4 separate regions of the Sus scrofa genome follow, and regions 1, 2 and 3 are each linked to region 4. The links are chromatin contacts, called in public HiChIP or PLAC-seq maps. All regions are on one chromosome and are shown on one strand. The core of a region is the stretch at or near the end of the contact, and the rest is flanking DNA. Distances in the headings are between cores, read along the strand shown. Region 1 overlaps TPRG1 (tumor protein p63-regulated gene 1 protein). Region 2 overlaps TPRG1 (tumor protein p63-regulated gene 1 protein). Region 3 overlaps LPP (lipoma-preferred partner). Region 4 overlaps TPRG1 (tumor protein p63-regulated gene 1 protein).

Region 1 (2,758 bases), core at 140-2,639, 150 kb after region 4:
GTCTTCATGGCCTTGCCTGAGCTTGCCACAGCTTATATACTCAGCTAAGTCCTACTGAAAGAAAGAATAAGTATGTGAGAGCAATATGGATCTCACTTAAGGGATGGGTCCCGACATGATTTGTGAAGAGCTTTTGGATTCTTTAAATGTTTCTGAAGCTGTGCTGAGTGTAACACTAAGAATTACTTCTAGGGAGCCGTGTCTTCTGCAGAGTATTTCTGCTGATGCTAGCAGTGATTCTTAGCATTTATTTAGTACCCTTTGAACTGGCACCATGCTAAACTCTTTACCTGCCTTATTTAATTGGCACAACCTCCCTCTGTGACGTGTAGATATTTTCCCCATTCTATTGCTGAGGAAGCTGAGATTTGGAGAGGCTAAGAAATTCCCACAAGATCACACAATTAGAGTCAGAATTTGACCCAGAGTTAGAATCTGACCCAGGTCTGCTGACACTAGAACTTGGGTGCTAACCATCCTGGTATCATTAAATGAAGCCTGTTGCCCAGGGTGGGGCAGAGTCAGCCCAGTGAGGCCCATCTACAGGGACTTGGAAGATGGTTTTGTTAAAATAGGTTGAACTCTCCAGAATGTTATTGACTCATATCCCCTTATAACCTCTGCTCTAGCAGTGGAGGATGGAGAAATCCCTAGGAATAAGTAACGTTTAGAGAAACTAGAGCATCTAGTTTGTCAAGGCAACACAGCAGATTTCAAAGGAGCAAGAAGGGAAGTTTGTGGCTTCTTAGACTGTGGTGAGGGTAGAGATACACAGAAACAGATGGAAGTGAGAAAGTGAGGTCCTTTTTTCCCCTGAGCATTTTTAGTTGGGAGCTCCTTTGGGTATGTTTCTCCTTGTTTTTCATTTGGACTGGGAATGTCTTCCATTTGGGAACCCTTTGCTTCTGAGAAGCTCAGAGCAGAGCACAGGGTCCCCATGTAAAGAGGCGAGGGGCTCTGTGATTAGAGCACCTGCAGCTCTCCTGAGCCAACCAGCTCCGTGGTCTCAAATGGGAAAAGAAACAAGAATGCAGAGAAGATGCCATTTTCACAAGTTAGCTGGCATGTTTGGCTGACTTTTGCTTGCAGCCTGGGTCTTGCAGATGGGGGTGGGCAGGAGGTGAAGGAACCTCAACAGATGGCAGCAATCAGTGGGTGTTGGTGACCATTTTTCCTCACTGCTGAAAACATGGTCACCTTGTGCCTGTGACAATCAGACTCAACTCCAAGTTCCTCCGTCCTAGAACACAGAACAGTATAATCCTTTTTCAGCTTGCAGAAGGAATATTTTTAGAGAGAAGAGGTATCTAGGGAATACAAGGGCCACCTGAGATTCTGATTCAGCGATGTGAATTCACCTGCCCAGTTACAAGTCCTGATGTCTGAGGAGATTTGTTTGTCAGTCTCACAAGGACGGAAATGAAAAGCAATTTGCTGTAAACCCTTCCTCTCCCTTCTGATTGGTAAGGGGAAAAATGTCCACACACTGCCATCTGGTGGGAACTTCTGGTCACTGCATTTTTGAGAGTTCTTGCAAGAAACAACTGAGAAGGGGCCAGGCTTTTTCCTCCTGTTCGTTAACAAAGAGGCAATGAACAAAACATGGTCCTTGCCCTTGAAGAGCTCCCAGTCTAATGGAAGAACTTGACATGTTAGCAAGTAATTATAACTTGAAAAGTACCGTTTTAGGAATGTAAAGAGTAAGTTGTGAGGTAGTCTGGTTGGTAAGAAAGGAACATGGGAAAGCAGCTATAGGTAAAAGCTGGAAGAAGGTTGAGGCCAGACCGTGAAGGACCTTGAATGTCTGAGCAAGGCAGTGAGTCCGCTCAAGTTTAGTTAGAAGGAAAAAGATGGAGTCAGATTTTGGTGGTAAAGCAATACAGACAACAAGCGTCTGTATATATGCTTTCAAAGCATCCAGATCCTCTTGTTAGCAGAAGTCTCCTATGGAAATCCATTATGTGAACTAAGTGAAACCATGGATATTCAGACGGAAGTGGAAGAATTGTCTCCCACTCCACCTCTCCCATCCTTGGTACATATAGCTGCTTTGGGGGCAATATCTAAGGCCCAGCAGAACCTGGTTTGATACCTACTCCTGTGGAGTGTCCCTTAGCTAACATGACACACATGCTCTGGTTTTAGAGGTAACTCTATCCTGTCTCTCCTGACATAGGTCTTTATATATTAGGCTCCAGATCTTTTCCTATCTTTTAATCAAAAATTGCTATTTTTCATTTTAAAAAAATTTCTATTTTTCTTTTTTTTTTAGGGCCACACCCATGGTATATGGAGGTTCCCAGGCTAGGGGGTCTAATCAGAGCTATAGCTGACGACCTACACCACAGTCACAGCAACGCCAGATCTGAGCCATGTCTGTGACCTACACCACAGCTCACAGCAACTCTGGATCCTTAACCCACTGAGTGAGGCCAGGGGAACCTCATGGTTCCTAGTTGGATTTGTTTCTGCTGTGCCACCACGAGACCTCCAAAAAATATTCTATTTTTTTTGGAGCAGTTTCAGGTTCACAGCAAAATTAAGAGGAAGATTAGGAGAGATTTTCCATATCCTCCCTACAGCTATACATGCACACCCTCCCCCATGATCAGTGCTTCCTCACCAGAGTGGCCCTTTGTTACAACTGATGAACCTCCATTGACACATCATAATCAACCAAAGTCCATAGCTTGCATTAGAGTTGCACTGCCCTAAAAATACTCTGTGCTCTGCCTATGTATCCCTTCCCCACTCCTTG
Region 2 (3,054 bases), core at 231-2,730, 230 kb after region 4:
GCTCCTGCTCCTCTGAGTTTCCTTTGCTTTGCTCATGATGACTTCCTTCCTATTTCATAAAGCATGATGGATGCCTTCTCATGGACATTCTTTTCCAGGGGAAAAGTTGACCTTTGCATTTTCTGCAATCAGCTGGAGCAGTATGAAACTTCAGGGTAGGAATTCCCTTACTCAGGAAAAAAAATAGTCTTTGTGGATTCAAAAATGAATGTTTCCAGGTTTATCCTCCCCATATTTTATGGGGACATTTAGTACTATATTGGTACATGCTAAAGGCATAGTGAAGAAATGAATACATATTCCTGAGAGTCTTTTTGTGTGTGTGTGTTTATGTGTGTGTGTGTGTGTGTGTATGTTCCAAAGAATTGTCCTTTCTTTGTGACTTGTGCTTTTCCTTCACCAAATAGCAGGAAATGAAAAGCTGGTAAGAGGGTCTTCTTTAAGGGCATTGGATAGATGCCTGGGGCTTCTTTTCCTCAGCCCTGGGGACGGTGGGTTGGGAATCCAGTCACCTGAGTTTGTGGTCTTGTGGACTTGTATTGTCATTATCCAGTCTTATTACCCCACATCGACTCTTTCATGGGGGATTTCATCCCATATCTCAGAGAACCATGTATCCCTTAAGAGCTGAATGCTTTTCTCAGGACTCCTGGTAGCTCTCACAGGGCCTGATACATGACTGGCTGCATGGAGTAGTGGGGAAAAACACGAACCACAGGAAGTCAATTCAGGGGACAGGAACAGGGAAGGTTTATGGACATCGGGTTTTTATTAGAATGCTGTGTTTACTTGGAGGGTCCCCTATTTTAAACAACTTGGAGAGGCCCAGGGAAAGAGTAACCAAATGATTGAAAGAGTTGCATGTGGGTTATTTAGCTAAAGGTTTTATAAGACTTCACTTAACTCAGGGAGAGGGAAATTACTTTGCTTCAGTGCCATGCATTTTTCATCTGTTTGTGTTTGAATAGCAAACCCAAATTGGATTCTCTTTAGAGCCTGGAACCCAGTGGGTGCTCAGGGAATATGTGTGGAATGAATGATTCAGTGTTTTCCTCCCGAGTTGCTGATTCCTGGCTAGCCAATATACTGTCGTCTTCTTTCAAGGGCTGGGTTGTGCTAGGAAGCTAGAGGGTCACAGGAAAGAAGATTGATTTTTAAATCAAGTATAACCACTCTATTCAATATCAGGGAAGATATCTCACTGAGTGGTATGCGCACATGTACGGCCTACACACGTGTGCATGCATGTGCATACGTGTCCGGGGGAATGATAGAAGAAAATATTTGGGGGAGAAAAATTATTTCCAAACCACAAATTGATTTGACACAGCCTGAAAAGAGCAACTGAAAGTATTGTTAGGCCTAGGGCCACTGGGAAGCATCTGGGAAGATTTGAGTAACTGGGGGGTTAGGGGGTGGTCCTGGAAACTTCCTCAGATGGGTCCCGCCTGTCATTGCTAGTTCGCTGTTGCCCTCTGCTGGCGAAACTGTTGTAATCCCAGGAAACTGCAAATCTCCTGGAGCAACTAGGTTCCCAGTTTCCATGAGGAGGTCTAGGTTCCCTCCCTGTCAAAAGGGTGATGAAGGGAGAGCTGAGGATGAATGGATGTGTGGTGGAAGGGTGTGGCAAATCGTCTGCCAGGAAAGACAGGCTCTCATAACCGAGAAGATGAATCTTATTATTCTAATATTTTTATTCCGTACTCTGTTGATTTGCTAAGACCTTGCTCTCTCTTTGGCTCTGTGCTGGGCACAGTAATGGACCCAGATAGGACTCAGGTGCTGTCTTTACCCCCAGAGGGCCTCTCATCAAATGTGGGAGAAAGAGAAGGACAAGTACAGGAAATTGTGACTAAGACCACAATGGAAGCACTGATAAAGGCTTTTGTGTATTTAAAGGCAAGAGATGACATCTACTTGAAGGTGAGGGACGTGAGGGGAAGGTGCCATTAAATAGGTAGCATTTAAGCTGGGAACTTGAAGGATAGTGATTTTTTATTTCAAAATATCTCTTTTCTCATAAAACTAGAATGTTTATCATAAAAATTAAACTCTGGCTAAAAAAAAAAAGCATGAGAAGAAGTGAAAGTCATTGGAAATCCCATCACTCAGAAAAAATAAGTATTAACATTTTCATCTATGTACTTTGTTGTTGCTACAAAATTGGAATTATACTGAAGGTAATATTTTGTATTCTGCTTTGTCTCACTTTATGGCATGAACATTATCCCAATGTTACTGATTTTTTTAAAAATGTGCTATTTTATGGGGGCATATTTCAATGTGTAAACCCGAGTATAGGATTCTTCAAGCAGAATGAGGCAAAGCATGTAGGTTGCATTTCACAGAGATGATTAATTCTTCATTAATTTTTCATTAATTCATTTCAGAAGCATTTTTTGGGTACCTATTGCCTTGGAGACACAAAGCAAAGAACTGACTCTGTGAAGTGTACAGTGTAGGAGACTGACATTAATTAGGTAATCATAGAAGTAACTATAAAATTGCATCTGAGATAAGTACAGTGAAGGAGAAATGTGCTGTTCTAAAGTCTATATTAGAAAGAAGAGAAGTGGTCACAGAGATCTGGAAAAGTGTAATGCCACAGAAAGGAGTAATTGAGCTCAGCACTATAGGCGCTAAGTAGGTACAGTAGATCAGGAAGAACATGGTCAGCAAAGGGAACAGCATGTGCAAAGTCCCTTCAGTAGGAGCAGGCATCGTAAGTCCAAGAAACTGAAAGAAGATCAAGGAGAAGGGCGTGCAGAGGCCTGGCCTGAAATGAAGTTGAAGACATAGGTCAGACCTGACCCTGCAGAGCTTTTTAGACCAGGTGAGATTTTTTTCATTTCTCATAAGGGCTATGGAAAACAGTTGAACTTTTTGAAGCCAGAGTTGGTATGTGTGGGGGGCAGGGGGAGGCGGGTAAAAGGCCGGATGTGTTTTTTTTTTTAAAAGGTCTACCTCATTGCAGTATGGCGACAAGATTGGGAGGGAACTAAAGTTTATGCAGATCCATCAGGCCCAGGTGGCTAGTAACCCAAGCCCATGAAA
Region 3 (2,730 bases), core at 212-2,711, 140 kb before region 4:
ACTATTTGTAAATATAAATAGGCATCCTCGTTTTAATAATTTTCAAGTTCTTCTGAGTGCTACACTAGTTTCTACTGTTATTTTCTCTCTTGAGCTATTTCTTCCTTTATGTCTAAGCAAATGCCAGGGTTTTGTAGTTCCATGGCAGTTGGACAGATGTTGCACTAAAGCTAAAATTTAAGGTAGAATAAGAACTATTCACTTTTTTATCTTAAGAGAAATTCATGTGTGTTTACACACACACACACACACACACACACACACATGAAAGGCAGCTTGGTGGAGTGGAAGTTGTGTAGATTTTGTAATTCTACAGTTTAGAGTTTGTACTGTTTTCTGGCAGCATGACCTTGGGCAAATTTTTTACATTTCTTGGTCTGTTAATTCAAATTTTAAAAAGTGTGGGAGGGGTTAAGTTTCTTCCTTGCAGTATTACTACTGGATTACATATTTGAAAGACCTGACTCCTTGTAAACACTTAATACATGCCAGCTTCTTTCCTAGCCTTGTATGGTCAGCATCTATTTTGTAGGTTGTAGGAAGAAAAGATAATTTTCCATGAAGATAATTGTCTGATAATTATCGTGAGAATTCAGTTGAAGCTAATTTAAGAATTTGTTTTCTTTCTTCTCTAAAGAGTTGCAACACATATGTTATTTCTATATGGGTATAACTTATGAAAGTTTTGCCGTCTCTATTATTCCTGTATGACTTTATTTGATTACTTTGGTTTTAAGATTTCAACAACATTTTTAAAACTATGTACTGAATATCTATAATATGCCTCGCTGTAGAGGCTACAAAGACCCACACAGCAAGGTCTACCTTCTGGGAATTTGTAATAGGAAGGAAAAATATTAATTTGTTTACAAAAGCATAAAAGTTGAATTTGAACAGGGTTGTAATAGAAATATAAAATGGGGTGAGAAAGGGACCTATGCTAACTAGGTGATTAGGAGTACTGTGTAGAGGAGGTGGGAACTGGGTATTAAAGACTGAGTAGATTCTTTGACAGATAATGTTGGTTGGAAAGGAGGAGAAAGATTGAAGAACTTGAGGGGAGATTAGAGGCAGAAAAGTTAAACATGTGGATGGTGAGCATCCAGCCAGTGAGGAAGGAATATAAAAAGACAAAAGTATAAAACAAAGGTAGAAGGATCATTTATGACTGGCTCATGGGGGTCCTGAATGCTGTACTCACCTCTGGGGGTCAACAGGAAAGTTTGTGAGCCATGAAATCCCATGATCAAACCTGTCTTTTAAGCAATTAACTCTGCCAGCCATCAATTTAAAAGCCTACAGAGATTAAATTGTATATATGTATGTATAATCTTTGGCCATCTTATCTGAAAAAGAAGCCTGATGCCCTTGAAGCTTGAAGCAGAGTCAAGGTTTCAAAAGGTTACATAGAGTCTGTGACTTCAACTACACACGCAAAGTCCACAAGGTTTGAGTTATTTTCGCTGTTATGTAATAGGGTTGGTTTTGTTTTTAGCAGAGTCTCCCAAGGAAGTGTGGCAAGCACATTTCTAAAGCCCTCACATTAAACACTGTTAGCAATAAATCATTGCTTCTGTGTTAAAGTTCAAAAATTTTCCCTTGTGAAACTTCTCTACTCTACTCCCCGGTATGTTTTACTCTCCTATAAATTTGTGTGTGCGTGTGTGTGTGTGCAATAGAGTAAAAATCAGAAGAGACTCAAGTTGAAAATTTCAAGTTCTTTTGAGTCAAATGTTTATCACTAAAATAGTGGAAGTTACGAAATATGTTGGAAGTTATCTATCACTAAAATGTCGATAAAATACAAAAGTATGTGTGTATCTTTTTGTTTACAGCTGTCTGAATCTAGGTGCACTAATTGGGATAAAAGATGAAAAGCAGTTCTCAAAAGTTCACGTAGAATATTCTTCCCAAAAAAACCTACTTCGTTCTTTTTTTGTATTTTCATCTCCCCAAGATACCCCACTCCTTAGCATATCCCAACTGAAATTTCCTTCATCTGGTCAGTTTACGTATTAGAAGGTGCTAAACTGAGAAATTGTCTTCTCTGTTTCAGATATATGGAAGCTCAATGAAAAGGATACACATTTTCATTTTCAATGTTTTGAATAATCCTTTTTATTATATATAATTGTATTGTCAACTACAGTAAGCCAGGACCATTTAGCTCAGTGTGCCACTGAAATGCTTCATAAAATTAAAATCTAACAGTTTATAATTTACTTATATTTTTACCTTTGGCTTTTATGAGAACTCGGTTTAAGAAACTTGTGTAAGAAAAGTTATCTTAGTATTTTTTGTGAAAGTGTTGTTGAAGATGTTTTCTACTATGTTATTCTTTAAATGTGCAAGGTAATCTTCTCTAAGAATTCAGTTCTAGATTTCTTTAATATAATTTTTATATTAAATTCCTTCTTTGTCCTGGCCACCAGGAAGCTTAAACCTAAATTTAATGCTGTGCTACAGTAACTATCTTTTTTTAGGTTTCTGTACAGTTCTCTCCTCCATTCTTCTTCGTAGTCTCTGATTTTTTTTTCAGATTTTAATTGCAGCAATCGTAATGGATTTGACTTTTACATGTAATTCAAGTCAAATTCTTTTTTGAACATGTATATTTAAAATAAATGAAGCAAATGGTTGAAAAGAAACACACTTTAAAAACTGGCTCTCAGTTATAGCTAAACATTAGAGTTACCTGGGTGCTTTTAAAATTCTGATACACAGGCAGCA
Region 4 (3,122 bases), core at 175-2,674:
AGAGGCAGGCAGTGGTGACCACCCCATCCCTCAAAGGCACATTCAGTGGTTTGGGAGTTTAGAGGCAATTTCTGTCTGGGACTCATGGGATGTTTTCTGAAAGAGGTTTTGCTTAAGTGGTCTTGAAGGCCACTTATTGAAAAACACAAGTGAACTTGGCAGATCAGAGCAGAGGACATGGACACAGCCACAAGAAAGCCTCAAGCTTAATGCAGCAGTGTTTTCACCGTTTGCTGATGGGCTAGAGTCCTTCACTCTGAGCTTGATTAATTTTAGTTTATATAAACTGTGCATAAATTTAGTTTCCTGTAAGTACTTAAGAAACCAAATCCAGCAAATTAAAAGTAGGAGAAGGGGCTGCTACAGGCAGGCTCCTGAAAATGGAGAGAAGTACAAGGTGGACGGCTTGATAAGAGAGGATACAGAACATCAAAACAAAACCTTCCCACAAACCCTCAAGAGTGGAAAAAAAATCACAGCAATCTGGATTGAGTGGGAAAGTCAAGCAGTCCTTTAAATTGAGAGAGTCTTCTAGAATGTCATCATACATTAGAGTTCAATGAAGAAAGTGATAGCCTATAGTCCCTTCGAACATGGCTAATTTATATTCTTTGTGCTGCTTTGTAGAATATAGACAAACACATAATTGATTTTAGAAAGAGTTCCATCCCAAGTGAGTCACAATAAAATTTGTATTAAAGCCAAAAACCTTCAGCATTTGCAATGCTACCTTCTAGAGAAGGAATAATGTGTCTTGACTTTTAATAAATGCAAGTGCTGTGAGTCATTTTATGTTATACCCCCATCTTCCAGTGTCCTTCTTATCATCTCTATGTCTCCTTCATTCATAAGGCTGTTTTTCCTTCTTCCCAGGCCTGTGGCTTTCAGCAGCTCCCCTCCAGAGCCTGGCACACTGAGGCTGGTAGCCCCTCGTTGGCTGCATTTCCAATATGGCATTGAGGGGCAGGGGAGGGACTCCAAGCCTGGGCCTGGGGACCCCGGCAGTGGGCTTGGCTTCCTACCTAAGAGTGGGAGATTTTAGAAAAATCACTTTCCTTCCTTGAAACTCTGTTTTCCCATTTGGAAAAAGGGGATAATTACTCTTATCCATTGAGTTGTTGTGAAAACCAAGGACATTAATTGATGTGAGATTAGTAAATTCAGCAGTCCCATTCTCAGCCCATACACTGTGCTTATAACCAGCCCTACCTCTAAGCATCATTTGCATCTACATCTGCCGTACTCATTTGATTATTACCTTACTTGAAGTTATGCTTTTCTTGATTTTTTTTTTTTAATTAGTGTCACCTTGAAGAAAGCCTCTTTTGAATGGCTTTGCAGGTCATGTGCACTGCCCAGCACTGGGGAGGGTCACTATTCATTTGGCCACGTGGTGAACAGCTTGTGGTTGTGTGTTGTACAGGGTCTGACTCAAGTGCCTGGCAGCCTGCTCTCTCTGTGAATATTAAACATCAGGGATTCTGTTTTCTATTCCTGATATGTAAGGCCTGTCCTAGGGCATACAGTATTACTAAATACTGGATTCTGGGCTCTGGATTGAAAATTGTGCACTCTATGATTCAGTCTCAGGCCCAGCTTTCAGCCTCCCATTTCATCTTTGATTGGACTGTCCTGGTCACACTCTTGGCAGAATCCATAAGCCACAGAAGTTTTCTGGTGAAGAGGAGTTTTGGGTCATCATGATTTCAAAGTAAAAGTTAGTAAAAAACTTGGCAAGCCCACTGTTTGTACTTTGTTGTTTTAATCTCAAAATCCTTGTAAATGAAGATATATCAACAGCCAGGCTTGAAAGCAGAGGAAAAAAAAATCACACACATTTATCCTAAACTCTTTCCCCCACTCCAGTTGTTAGGGAGATTTTATATCATCTGTGAAATGTCATAGTCTGACCTCTACTTGTTTCTGGATGGGCTTTGGTTTCCTCATCTGCATAATGGAACTAACCCTGTCCACTTCTCTGGATTACTAAAGAGATATCTTGGGAAAGTACTGAGGTCCAGAGCCTGACCCCTAACATGTGCTCAGACAGGATTGGTAAGAGTTCCCCTTGTGGCTCAGTGGTTAATGAACCTGACTAGTATCCATGAGGCTATGGGTTCTATCCCTGGCCTTGGTCAGTGGGTTAAGGATCCAGCGTTGCCGTGACTGGTGGTGGGTGGTATGAAGCCCATCTTTCTCATTCTCTGGTGATGTTTTTTGTCATTGGATAGCTTTGGCGTAGAACCATACCTCACACGAGAGAGGGGAAAAAAAAAAAATCAATTCCTCTGAAACTTCCACTATGGGACCCCTGGGCAAGGAAGGAGTGTCTTCCAGTTTCCTGGCCTCCCCGCTAGTAAGGACAGGCAGCAGAAGGCCTTGCTGTGGTCAGAGGGCCGAGGAGCCAGACAAGCCTCTGTGGTTACGCACTTATTTATTTCCTTATTTATTACTTTTGCAGCTAACATTTTTACAATCATGTTATTTTGTGGTTTGTTTGCGAAATGCATTGTGAGCCAAGTTTGCGTCAAATGTTCTCTGAGTTGGAAGAGGGTTGCATTGGGGAGCCCAGGGAGAGGTGAGTGGAGGGCAAGAAAGCAGTTATAAAAAATGTTACATAATTGATATATCTGTTAAAGATCCTTTCTTTGTAATCAGGCTACCCAAGGCAGATGGAGGAATGAAAACTGAGAAAACATTGTAGGCTCTCAAGAAGTAGTAGGGACAGGCTTGGCAATCTCAGAGGTGAAATGGGGCCACAGCCTGGGGACTCGGGGAAAGAAATCCGGGAAGAAACCCTGCTCCTGCTCACGGAACCCCAAGCACCAAAAAGGCATCTTTTGAAAGACTTTGGGAAAGAGTAGAAGTTGGTTCTAGAGGAGTGATGAATAATTAATTAATTCATACGTGTTATTATTAGGGAGCTTATTATAATCGTTTTTTGAAGATTTTAATATAAACAAAAACCCAGTTTTCAGAGATTAGCTGAAATGGGGCTCAAGCGATGCTCTCCCAGAGCTGTTTTCTTTTTAACTCTATATTCGTCTTTTCTCGCCCCCAGGCAGTAGTAGATTCCTGAGAGGCTGCCCTGTTGTTGCTGAAGCTCATTTTGCCTGTATTCA

Evidence for each region. HiChIP or PLAC-seq counts read pairs in DNA pulled down with a chosen protein or histone mark.
Region 1: an H3K27ac HiChIP or PLAC-seq map of alveolar macrophages shows a contact between it and region 4. The contact joins two enhancer-like sites. A contact is called at or near these places in 13 of 47 Hi-C or Micro-C datasets (alveolar macrophages, blood, embryonic fibroblasts and 8 more) and 1 of 2 datasets of contacts at active chromatin or transcription factors (alveolar macrophages).
Region 2: an H3K27ac HiChIP or PLAC-seq map of alveolar macrophages shows a contact between it and region 4. The contact joins two enhancer-like sites. A contact is called at or near these places in 5 of 47 Hi-C or Micro-C datasets (embryonic fibroblasts, epiblast stem cells, fetal heart ventricle and 1 more) and 1 of 2 datasets of contacts at active chromatin or transcription factors (alveolar macrophages).
Region 3: a contact with region 4 is called in an H3K27ac HiChIP or PLAC-seq map of alveolar macrophages. The contact joins two enhancer-like sites. A contact is called at or near these places in 1 of 47 Hi-C or Micro-C datasets (liver) and 1 of 2 datasets of contacts at active chromatin or transcription factors (alveolar macrophages).

What each region holds. Positions count from the first base shown.
Region 1 is chr13:126,699,087-126,701,844 of Sscrofa11.1, forward strand. The region is part of intron 2 of TPRG1 (tumor protein p63-regulated gene 1 protein); the gene reads left to right. Among named protein-coding and RNA genes, the nearest start is that of TPRG1, 170 kb to the left of the region's middle. Within about 2 kb of position 1,390, at least 16 of the 83 cell types and tissues checked have an H3K27ac peak or open chromatin away from gene starts, as enhancers often do. A contact at or near this core is called in alveolar macrophages, where this site is marked.
Region 2 is chr13:126,782,286-126,785,339 of Sscrofa11.1, forward strand. The region is part of intron 4 of TPRG1 (tumor protein p63-regulated gene 1 protein); the gene reads left to right. Among named protein-coding and RNA genes, the nearest start is that of TPRG1, 250 kb to the left of the region's middle. Within about 2 kb of position 1,481, at least 3 of the 83 cell types and tissues checked have an H3K27ac peak or open chromatin away from gene starts, as enhancers often do. A contact at or near this core is called in alveolar macrophages, where this site is marked.
Region 3 is chr13:126,409,325-126,412,054 of Sscrofa11.1, forward strand. All of the region lies in intron 8 of LPP (lipoma-preferred partner), which reads left to right. Among named protein-coding and RNA genes, the nearest start is that of TPRG1, 120 kb to the right of the region's middle. Within about 2 kb of position 1,462, at least 11 of the 83 cell types and tissues checked have an H3K27ac peak or open chromatin away from gene starts, as enhancers often do. A contact at or near this core is called in alveolar macrophages, where this site is marked.
Region 4 is chr13:126,553,612-126,556,733 of Sscrofa11.1, forward strand. All of the region lies in intron 1 of TPRG1 (tumor protein p63-regulated gene 1 protein), which reads left to right. Among named protein-coding and RNA genes, the nearest start is that of TPRG1, 25 kb to the left of the region's middle. Within about 2 kb of position 1,425, at least 9 of the 83 cell types and tissues checked have an H3K27ac peak or open chromatin away from gene starts, as enhancers often do. A contact at or near this core is called in alveolar macrophages, where this site is marked.